Regions from separate parts of the Pan troglodytes genome. Here regions 2 and 3 are each linked to region 1. The links are chromatin contacts, called in public HiChIP or PLAC-seq maps. All regions are on one chromosome and are shown on one strand. The core of a region is the stretch at or near the end of the contact, and the rest is flanking DNA. Distances in the headings are between cores, read along the strand shown. Region 1 holds the start of SMUG1 (single-strand-selective monofunctional uracil-DNA glycosylase 1). Region 2 holds the start of HOXC5 (homeobox C5). Region 3 holds the start of HOXC8 (homeobox C8).

What was found. HiChIP or PLAC-seq counts read pairs in DNA pulled down with a chosen protein or histone mark.
Region 2: an H3K4me3 HiChIP or PLAC-seq map of stem cell-derived excitatory neurons shows a contact between it and region 1, with 18 times the contacts expected there. The contact joins the promoter of HOXC5 here to the promoter of SMUG1 in region 1. A contact is called at or near these places in 1 of 7 Hi-C or Micro-C datasets (a lymphoblastoid cell line) and 1 of 1 datasets of contacts at active chromatin or transcription factors (stem cell-derived excitatory neurons).
Region 3: a contact with region 1 is called in an H3K4me3 HiChIP or PLAC-seq map of stem cell-derived excitatory neurons, with 6 times the contacts expected there. The contact joins the promoter of HOXC8 here to the promoter of SMUG1 in region 1. A contact is called at or near these places in 4 of 7 Hi-C or Micro-C datasets (blood, induced pluripotent stem cells, a lymphoblastoid cell line and 1 more), 1 of 1 datasets of contacts at active chromatin or transcription factors (stem cell-derived excitatory neurons) and 1 of 1 other capture datasets (stem cell-derived neural stem cells).

What each region holds. Positions count from the first base shown.
Region 1 is chr10:41,670,695-41,674,067 of NHGRI_mPanTro3-v2.0_pri, reverse strand. It overlaps SMUG1 (single-strand-selective monofunctional uracil-DNA glycosylase 1), which reads right to left and starts at 1,825. Exons shown (of 5, transcript XM_009425239.4): 1 at 1,746-1,825; 2 at 641-727.
Region 2 is chr10:41,831,164-41,834,261 of NHGRI_mPanTro3-v2.0_pri, reverse strand. HOXC5 (homeobox C5) reads left to right here and starts at 1,607. Exons shown (of 2, transcript XM_016923290.4): 1 at 1,607-3,098. HOXC6 (homeobox C6) reads left to right here. Exons shown (of 3, transcript XM_063785575.1): 3 at 348-1,508. The coding sequence ends at 655.
Region 3 is chr10:41,854,586-41,857,721 of NHGRI_mPanTro3-v2.0_pri, reverse strand. It overlaps HOXC8 (homeobox C8), which reads left to right and starts at 1,576. Exons shown (of 3, transcript XM_003313642.7): 1 at 1,576-1,670; 2 at 3,132-3,136.

The DNA.
Region 1 (3,373 bases), core at 576-3,075:
CAAGGACCATTGTCATTCCTTCCTCTCAACTTTCTGCCTGGGTCAGGAGTGACTTCTCCAAGATGAGAACTCAAGGTTGACACAACAGCTTGATAAACCTATTTTCTCACCCTAGCCTAGGGGAAGTGGGAGAGAAAAAAAATCAGAGGCCCAACTTAGGAAGTCCTTCCCTGACTGTCTCAGTAGTCTTTAACTGATCTGTTGTCCAGGTGGCTACCCAGGACAAACTGGGCTCATACAAAAGCTGAGAAGGGTGCTGTGGAGAACGCCAGTGTTTCAGGGGACCTTGCTTTGCATCTCCCCATGCAACACCAACATTAGCAGATTGGCTGCTCCAGCTCTAGAATCTCGAGAAGTCTTGAGCCCACCTTTGACATTTAGACACCTGTGTTGGAAACAGCAAGGCTGGGGAAAAGAGTGGCAAGACACTACTTTCATTGTTCCGTAACTTCAAAGCCTGATCTCATAGCAAGAGCCACAGGCTGGAAGTCAATTGATTTGAATTCTACTCCTGTTTCATCTCTAAGAAGGTTCTCTTGAGCAACTCATTTAACTCTCTTCTCTATGGAAAATCACATACTCCATCCAACCTACCACCTGTTAACTCATTTATTTTTTTCAATACTTATGAGTCTCTTACATGACAGGCACTGCAGCAGTCTCTTGATGAGGAAGAAATCCAAAAAGAGTAAAATGTAGGCCAGGCTTTCCGTAAGCTCATAATCTGCTGTGAGGGCAAATAAACAACTAACTGTAATACAGTGTGATGTGAGCTTTAATACCCGGAACAAAACACTAACAGAACCCAAAGGAGGAACTTGTAAGTTCTACCCAAAGTCGCCCCAAAAGCCAGAGGCTTAAGAAATGTAGATATTTTATAAAATACGGTGTCATACTACATTAAGCACAAAGACAGCGGAGTTGGACCAAGCGATAAGGCTGACCACCAAGGGCCGACTTCAGACTGATGTCAGACTTCTCTGACATCAAATCCTGGAAGTGAGGAAGGAATCGAAATCACATATGCACTCCCCTGTCCTTTGGAGGCACTCTGGGAGTCCAAGGGACAATAATAAATATCCTTAAACGAAATAATAATAATAATAATAATAATAATTAATAATAATAATAATAATAATGCATAGGCCGGGCGCGGTGGCTCACGCCCGTAATCCAAGCACTTTGGGAGGCCGAGGCGGGCGGATCACGAGGTCAGGACTTCGAGACCAGCCTGACCAACATGGTGAAACCCAGTCTCTACTAAATACAAAAATTAGCCGGGCATGGTGGCGCGCGCCTGTAATCCCACCTACTCGGGAGGCTGAGGCAGGAGAATCGCTTGAACCCAGGAGGCGGAGGCTGCAGTGAGCTGAGATCGCGCCATTGCACTCCAGCCTGGAAGTCAGAGCAAAATTCCGTCTCAGAAAAATAAATAAACAATAATAATAATAAAGCATAAACTCAAAAAGAGCATTTCATCTGGTTCCAAAGGGGCCGACTACTAAGGCACCATACAAAACCTCCGGGGGCGCCCGCTGGCTCCGGCCGACTGGAAAGCCTTGATCCTGCAGACCTCCCAGGCGGTTTCATAGGCTGGGCTCTCCCTGCACTGAGTCTTACCCCATACGGAGGGAGGGACCCCAAAACATAGAAATTCTAACCACCCTCTCGGCTCAGCCCCGACGACCCTGGGAGCCGTCAACTTGCCCCCACAGTCCCGGATTCCCAGCCCCCTACTTCCTCACCTGGTCCAGCTCCCCATCCAGTTTCCGGTTCCTTTCCCCCACCCCAAACCCAACCCCCGGCGCTAAGGACAGTGGGAGTCGTAGTCTACATTGTTTAGGGAAGGAGATTGGCGTACCCGCAGCCACTTCCGCCGGAAATGCTCCAATCCCGGAAGGCGCGCTAAATTAGCCCTAAATATCGCTGGGAATTGTAGTTTAATCTTTCCATCAGCGTTAAATCAGGAAGTCTTGAGAAGTGAAAAGCCACAGCCTGTAAGTACCTAGGAAATCCTGGGTTCTATCCCTAAAGGGCATCGCCCTTCCAAAAGTTCATTCACTATTTTCCCGAAGGGATTGCAAATCAGGAAGCTTCAACCATCCCCAATCCCTCACCCACCTGAGGGTATTAACAATAGCTAAAGACCATTTCTAGGCCCCCTGCCACCCTGGGTATAAGAGGCTTCTCCTTTGCAGCCTGCCATTACTTATATAGAACATCCACGAAGACATTTCTGGTAGCTCCTAACAACTTTTTAGCAAGGAGCATCCCCCATTACTGTCCAAGCCCATCTCCAGAGTGTCACCATTTTGACTTCTTTCTCTGCCTTGCTATCTGCCCAACCCTATAACCTCAGTATTAGTCAAGAGTTTTCCAGAGAACAGAACTAACAGGATATCTATCTATATGACGAGATTTATTCCAAGAATTGGCTCACAGGATTGTGGAGGCCAAGAAGTCCCACAGTCTCCCGCTCTGCTGTCTATACACTGGAGAACCAGGAAAACAGGTGGTATAATTCAGGAAAGTCCAAAGCAGGGGAGGGGGCTCACTGCTAAATCCCAGAGCCTGAAGGACGAAGAACCAGGAACTCCAATGATGTCCAAAGGCAGGTAAAATAGATGTCCCAGCTCATGAAGAAAGAGAATTTGCCTTCCTCCACTCTTTTGTTCTACTGGCCCCCAAGGGATTGGATGGTTCCCACCCATATTAATGAGGGTGATCTTCTTAACTCAGTCTACCAATTCAAATGCAAATCTCTTCCAGAAACACTCCACAGACATATCCAGAAATAATGTTTTACCGGCTATCTGGGTGTCCCTTAGACCACTCAAGTAGACACATAAAGTTAGCTATCACTCTTCCATCCAAATCTTCTCCCTCAAATACTTTGTCCAGGAAGGCTTCCCTGATCAATCCTCATCCCATGGCTGCACCTAACAGTCCATTCCCCCACCATTCCCCCATCCCAATATCTATGTCCAAATCTGTCCTATTCCTAGTTTTGTTCTTGTGCTCTATCTGGGTCTGGTTCTGTGTCCTGACTCTAAAACTTTCATTAGACTGGGAACCCCCTAAGGTTAGTTATCTTCTATATTCCTCCCACCCCACAATCTCCACACACCTTAGCACAGCCAAGGCTCTAATCACAGAAGCAAGGTCTCCCTGTGAGTGGTAGAAAAGGAGACCTATAAACCCCAGAACAGGAAGAAGTGAGAGAAAAAGGATGCTATTCCCTTCCCAGGACTTGTCTGATCTCCTATCAACAAAAACTTAATGGGTGCAGTAGGAGCTTCAGGGAGCTGTGAGCAGTGACCTGCTGACATCAAGGGTGAGAAACTACCCTGACCCTTGCAAGACTTTGGAAATG
Region 2 (3,098 bases), core at 358-2,857, 160 kb before region 1:
CCCAGTCCTTGAGAAAGGGGGCCCTCATCCCCATTATCTGGGATTTTTCAAAAATCTGCTTTTAGACTTGCAGCTTTCTGTTTGCCTTTTGCCCCGCCCCCCCGCCCCCCCCCCCACCACACACCTTTCTTTGGGACACACAGGTCCCACCTTATAGGAGGTCTGAAGTTGGGGTCCTCGCTGTACCCCCAGTGGGGGTGGGGCAAGGCAAAAGGGAGAAGGCTAGAGCCCTAAGGAGGCTGTGAGCTGCTGGCTAGGTTGGGAGGGTCAGGACTTTGCTAGGCGAAACAGTCTGCAGAGGACGCTTTGCTGATTGCTTTTAGTGTGTTTTGTGCCCGGATCTTTAGGGGTCGGCTACGGAGCGGACCGGAGGCGCGGCCGCCAGATCTACTCGCGGTACCAGACCCTGGAACTGGAGAAGGAATTTCACTTCAATCGCTACCTAACGCGGCGCCGGCGCATCGAGATCGCCAACGCGCTTTGCCTGACCGAGCGACAGATCAAAATCTGGTTCCAGAACCGCCGGATGAAGTGGAAAAAAGAATCTAATCTCACATCCACTCTCTCGGGGGGCGGCGGAGGGGCCACCGCCGACAGCCTGGGCGGAAAAGAGGAAAAGCGGGAAGAGACAGAAGAGGAGAAGCAGAAAGAGTGACCAGGACTGTCCCTGCCACCCCTCTCTCCCTTTCTCCCTCGCTCGCCACCAACTCTCCCCTAATCACACACTCTGTATTTATCACTGGCACAATTGATGTGTTTTGATTCCCTAAAACAAAATTAGGGAGTCAAACGTGGACCTGAAAGTCAGCTCTGGACCCCCTCCCTCACCGCACAACTCTCTTTCACCACGCGCCTCCTCCTCCTCGCTCCCTTGCTAGCTCGTTCTCGGCTTGTCTACAGGCCCTTTTCCCCGTCCAGGCCTTGGGGGCTCGGACCCTGAACTCAGACTCTACAGATTGCCCTCCAAGTGAGGACTTGGCTCCCCTACTCCCTCGACGCCCCCACCCCCGCCCCCCGTGCAGAGAGCCGGCTCCTGGGCCTGGGGCCTCTGCTCCAGGGCCTCAGGGCTCGGCCTGGCAGCCGGGGAGCGCCGGAGGCCCAAGGAGGGCGCGCCTTGGCCCCACACCAACCCCCAGGGCCTCCCCGCAGTCCCTGCCTAGCCCCTCTGCCCCAGCAAATGCCCAGTCCAGGCAAATTGTATTTAAAGAATCCTGGGGGTCATTATGGCATTTTACAAACTGTGACCGTTTCTGTGTGAAGATTTTTAGCTGTATTTGTGGTCTCTGTATTTATATTTATGTTTAGCACCGTCAGTGTTCCTATCCAATTTCAAAAAAGGAAAAAAAAGAGGGAAAATTACAAAAAGAGAGAAAAAAAGTGAATGACGTTTGTTTAGCCAGTAGGAGAAAATAAATAAATAAATAAATCCCTTCGTGTTACCCTCCTGTATAAATCCAACCTCTGGGTCCGTTCTCGAATATTTAATAAAACTGATATTATTTTTAAAAGTTTATACCGGGAATTCTGTTAATTCGCTCGCCCGCCGGCCTCAGGGTGAGAGCTGGAGCAGGCTCCAAGCGCTCCCGCGCCTGCCGGCCCCCTGCAAGCCCCCAGCCCTCTGCACTCGCCTTCCCCGGAGCCCAGGCGCCCAGCCCCGGCCTTCTGTTCGTTCTCGCGATCGCACTGAGGGGCTGGGAGGCCTCTCTGGGCTCCCTGCGCGGAGCAACACACACACCCTGCGGGAAAAGGCCGCGTAGGATTTTGTTGCGGGGGGGAGCCGGGATCAGTCGGTTTGGGCACCAACTCCACGCAGGCCTTTCTTCCTGCCTGTGGCAGCCGGTGTCCTCGGCGTCCGAACCCCGAGGCGCCCCGAAAGACCAGTAAAGAAGCACTATCCAGGCACCAGGGTCTCCTCCACCCACTCCCGGGAGTTGGAGGCGGGGGGCGCCGTGAGAGCAAGCCCCAGGCCCGCGCCAAGCTGGCTGTTGCGAAACGTGGCGGAGGCGGAGAGCGGAGGGAAAGAGAAGACCGCGGGACTGGAGCCCTGTCGGCAGGGATTGAGCGATTCAAGGACATCTCGAGAGAGAAAGCCTGGAAACTGAGCTCTCGCCTGCTCTGGGACTCCTGACGTGGCCGGGACAAAATTCCTTCTTCATTACAGCTCCAGCCGGGCTGGTTCCTTACTTTTCTCTCCTCAAACGGCTGAAGAGGCGGGTGAGGAGCGCAGCCGGACCCTAACCATTTATCAACCCTGGCCTTCTCTCTCCAAGCCTGGCCAGAGAAACCTGAGTGGGCCTACAGGGAGAGGTGTTGAGGGGGGTCTCCGGAGGGAAAAAATCCGCCAGAGTTTTCCGGGCCCTTCAGATTCCCTCCAGCGCCCCCACCCTCGCCTCCAGTGCCTCCACCAGTGAGGAGGGGGCCTTCTCCTGGCGGGGCGGAGATTTCCTGGGAAGAAGCAGGCAGGGAAGTATGAGACTTGGGGCTACGGGGGAAGAGGATGGGGCCGAATGGCTGCAGATACCCTGCGAAGGCTACCCAGGCGCCTGCCCTGCCCACCCCCCAGGTCCGCCCCATTCCTCTTGGTAGCTCAGAAATTGCTCTCTTGTGGACCTTATGGATTCAGGTCCCTGGAAAGCCTAGCCCAGAGACCTTTCCCCCAAAGGGCACATAACGGGCCTTTTCCTCTGCCATGCTCACGTAATATTTGTGGAGGCTTCAATCTTGCTTCTCCATGTCCTCAATTAACATCTGTTTTCTGTCTAAAACCTCTGGCATAGGTACCACATAAGGATCGCACACAGGGAGACAGAGCAGTCCTCTAGACCATTGTCTGGCTCTGTCCGTGTCCACACACACACTTGAAAATTGCCTTGTTGCCACTCTGGGGACCCTAGCATGGTGAGGTCTAGCCAACTCCACCTGGCTCCTCACCTCCAGATCCATCCCAAACAGCCTGCATCACCCTCAGCTTCATGACCCCCCTATCTTGTTCTGACCACTCAGGATCCCTCCTCCTGGGCGTCCTGTCTACCTCTTCAGAAGCTAATTCTACTTTCTCTTGCTGATAGGCACCTCTTCAGCAGTAGTGGGGCCTTAGG
Region 3 (3,136 bases), core at 327-2,826, 180 kb before region 1:
TGCGGGCAAGCCGTCGTGGGAGCCTCGGAGCGTGCATCCGCGTTCGCGGAGATGTTCCAAGCCCAGAAATGCGCCTGAATGGGGGGAGATCGCGGCAGTTGCTTTGCTTAGAGTCTCTTAATTGGAGAAGGGAGGGTAACAAAAAGAGAAAACAGTGTGGAACCTTTCACAAGGTTTTATTTCAAGAACTTAGAAAACAAAAGAACAGCAGTCCTGGGGCAACTCCCTTCCGGGGAATCTCTCTCTTGAGCACCCATCTGGAGGTTCCTTCCTCCCACTTCCCACCTTTGGGGCAAGCCTGGGACCTCTTGTTAGCTTTTTCCCAGCCGGACTGCATTGGACCAAATGGACGCGAGGTGGCGCTGTTGCTCAATGTTAGAGGCGGCGGTGCCCCGGGCCGCCCTGGCCGCACTGACATTTGAGGCCCGGCCCGCAGCCGCTGCGAGAAGGCCCCGCGCCTCGGCCGGCCCGGCCCCACTGGCTCTGAGCAAATCAATCCTCTCACCTGCGAGGTGTAAATAATTCGCGAGTGGCAGCGGGAGATGGGCCCTCGATCTGGCAGCGGGCTCGGAAGGCTCAGGAGGGCAGGCATTAAAAATAATCGCTTTGTGGAGGAGATAAGTGCAAAGCAGGCAGCGCGTAATTAACACAAAAAGGCAGAATGACCCGGACAAACGAACATAAATCCGTGGTACCTATGAGGGCGGTGCAGGCCTCGGGGAGAGGGACAGAGACGGCCTCGGCGAGGATGGCTGCTTTCGGTTCCTTTATTTCCAGGCTCGGGGAGCGAAATAAACCAGATAACGTGTAAAAGAAAGCAAACAAACAAATGAAAGAACGGTGAGGGACCCCCAAAAGGGGAAACCAAGTCCGGCCAGGGGTTGCGGGACTGGTGGGCTCTCCGGGCAGGCGGCGGTGGCGGCACACTCGGGACAGTCGCATTCCAAGACACAAAGGCCCGGAAGAATAGCTCTCTGGCAGGGTTTTCGCTGGACCATAAAATGTCGAAATATCCCCCCACCCCACCCCCTAAATGATAAGGCGCAGGCCCCAGAGCGGATCCAGCCCTCTGGGCCTCCTTTTTCCAGGCTGGGAAGAGAAAGTATTTATGACAGTCTCCAGTGACCCAGATGCTGGGAGCCCAGAGTCCACTCTGTTCATCGCAGCACCCGAAGAGCAGGCTCAGAAAAGGCAGGGCTGGAGCCAAGGCTGAAGCGAGCTGTGGTACGGGTAGAGACGCCCTGTCCTGACCCCCACTGTTCTGGACCCTAGGGAGGCCTGCAGCCCTGGCACAGCCCTCTTCTGACCCTTCCCTCGTGCTGCTCCAATGCCAGAGTTCTGGGTGTCTAAGAGTTTGGGCAGCTCCTGAGATGGGGGTGGGATTCCCCAAATGCAGGGGATCCTGGAGGGAGCTCTTGCTGCCTGCACCAGTGAATCTCCTTTGGGAATTTGACAGAGAGTGGCCATTTCCCCAGCAATTACTTAGATAATAGGGGGACTGGGTTGGGTGGGAGGAGGTGTTCATTCTCTCTAAACCATCCTGCCCTGAACCGCCATTCCTTCTTCCATCTCCAGAGCTGGGCTCCGGATGGGGAAGGAAAAGGTCTGGTTGCCTAACCACCTCCTTCCTCATCCAACCCTGAAACCCCCAGGATGTGGAAGAAAAACAGGTAGCATTTTGCTTTCATAATATGCATCTGTGTTTGTCAGGCATGTGTGCATGTGTGCCTGGGTGTGCACATGTGCGTACAGTGTCTGTGAGGTGGCAGGGATGCTTCCAGGCATGTGTGTGCTAGTTTACACTGAGCATGGACTTGATGTGTCTCAGGGTGAAAAGTAGCACGTACAGTGTGTGTGTGTCCTGAGTGTGCTCTAGGATTTCCTGGGTGTAACAGCCTCACACCCTGGTGAGGGAGAGGACTGGAAAAATAATTCTTACTCATCTTTTTCATTCATATGCACACAGCATGCATGTATTCTCACCTTCTCCCTTTTTCTCTCTGTCTGTGTTAAGCCCAAATCACTGTACACACTTATGGCCAGAGAAGGGTGCTGATGGACTAAGGTTCTTTAATCCATTAGAATTAACTTGAATGTATTCAGTCTTGGGGATGGGGGAACCCTCCAGAGAAAGTGTGGATAAATATTTAAAGAGTGTCTGTTGTTGATAGTTCCCATCCACATCCTGGCCTGGGCAGCCTGCCTGGGGAAGAGGGAGCTGCAGTGAAGCCAGGGGCCCCACCAGGCTGAGCTGGCATTTCCTATGGCATGGGGGTATGTGGGGACAAGTAAGAGGCCTGCTCCAGTCCCCTCCAACTCAGATGCAAATAGTCTCCTAAGAAGAAATGTCCTGAATCAGCCCAGCTAGAAACCAGGGACACACAGCTGCCCTTTCCTTTTAGTCTCCATAAGCAGCTTTGCTCTCAGAGCCCCTAGCCAAGCTTGTGGCCATTGCCTGGGTTTCCTGCTCCATGCAGGGGCTGGTGTCTGAAGGGGCAGTGTGGCCCTGACTGGGTATATGGAGTTTTCCCCAGCCCCACCTCCTCTGACCCTCTCCTCTACCCATAGCAGGTAGCAAGAGAGTCTCCTGGATCTAAGGAAGGAGACAGAACAGCTTCGGACCCTGGGGAGGGGCCAGGGGATGGAGGGTCTGATGCCTGAAGTATTTGGGGGTATGGTGTGCTTGTTCCTCCTCAAAGTCTCCAGACTTAGGGACCCCCTAGGAAGCCCATCTTTTGGGTTAGGGGCCCTGCTCTGGCTTGCAGGTATTCATCTCCTTGGAGGTCTTATACCTGTTGAGGTAACCTGGGTTGACCTGCTGGCTCAGGTATCTCTCTCTCTCTCAGAAGAAGGAAAAGAGAAGCGAGGCTGGGGGCGAGAGGCACCTTCACATCTAAATTCGTACCCTGGAAAACTGGCCCCAGCCATTAGCTGGGGCTGGCTCACCACCCCCTACACACACCACACACCCCCATCCCTCCCCCTCTCCTCCCCTCCCCTTCCTCCAGGTCCCCCCAGCCCTGTACCCCTCAACCCCCGCCATCTCTCTCTCTCTCTCTCTCTCTCTCTCTCTCTCTCTCTCTCTCGCCTGTCTTCATGTCGTGGATTGATGAACGCGAATCGCGTGTAAGCGCCG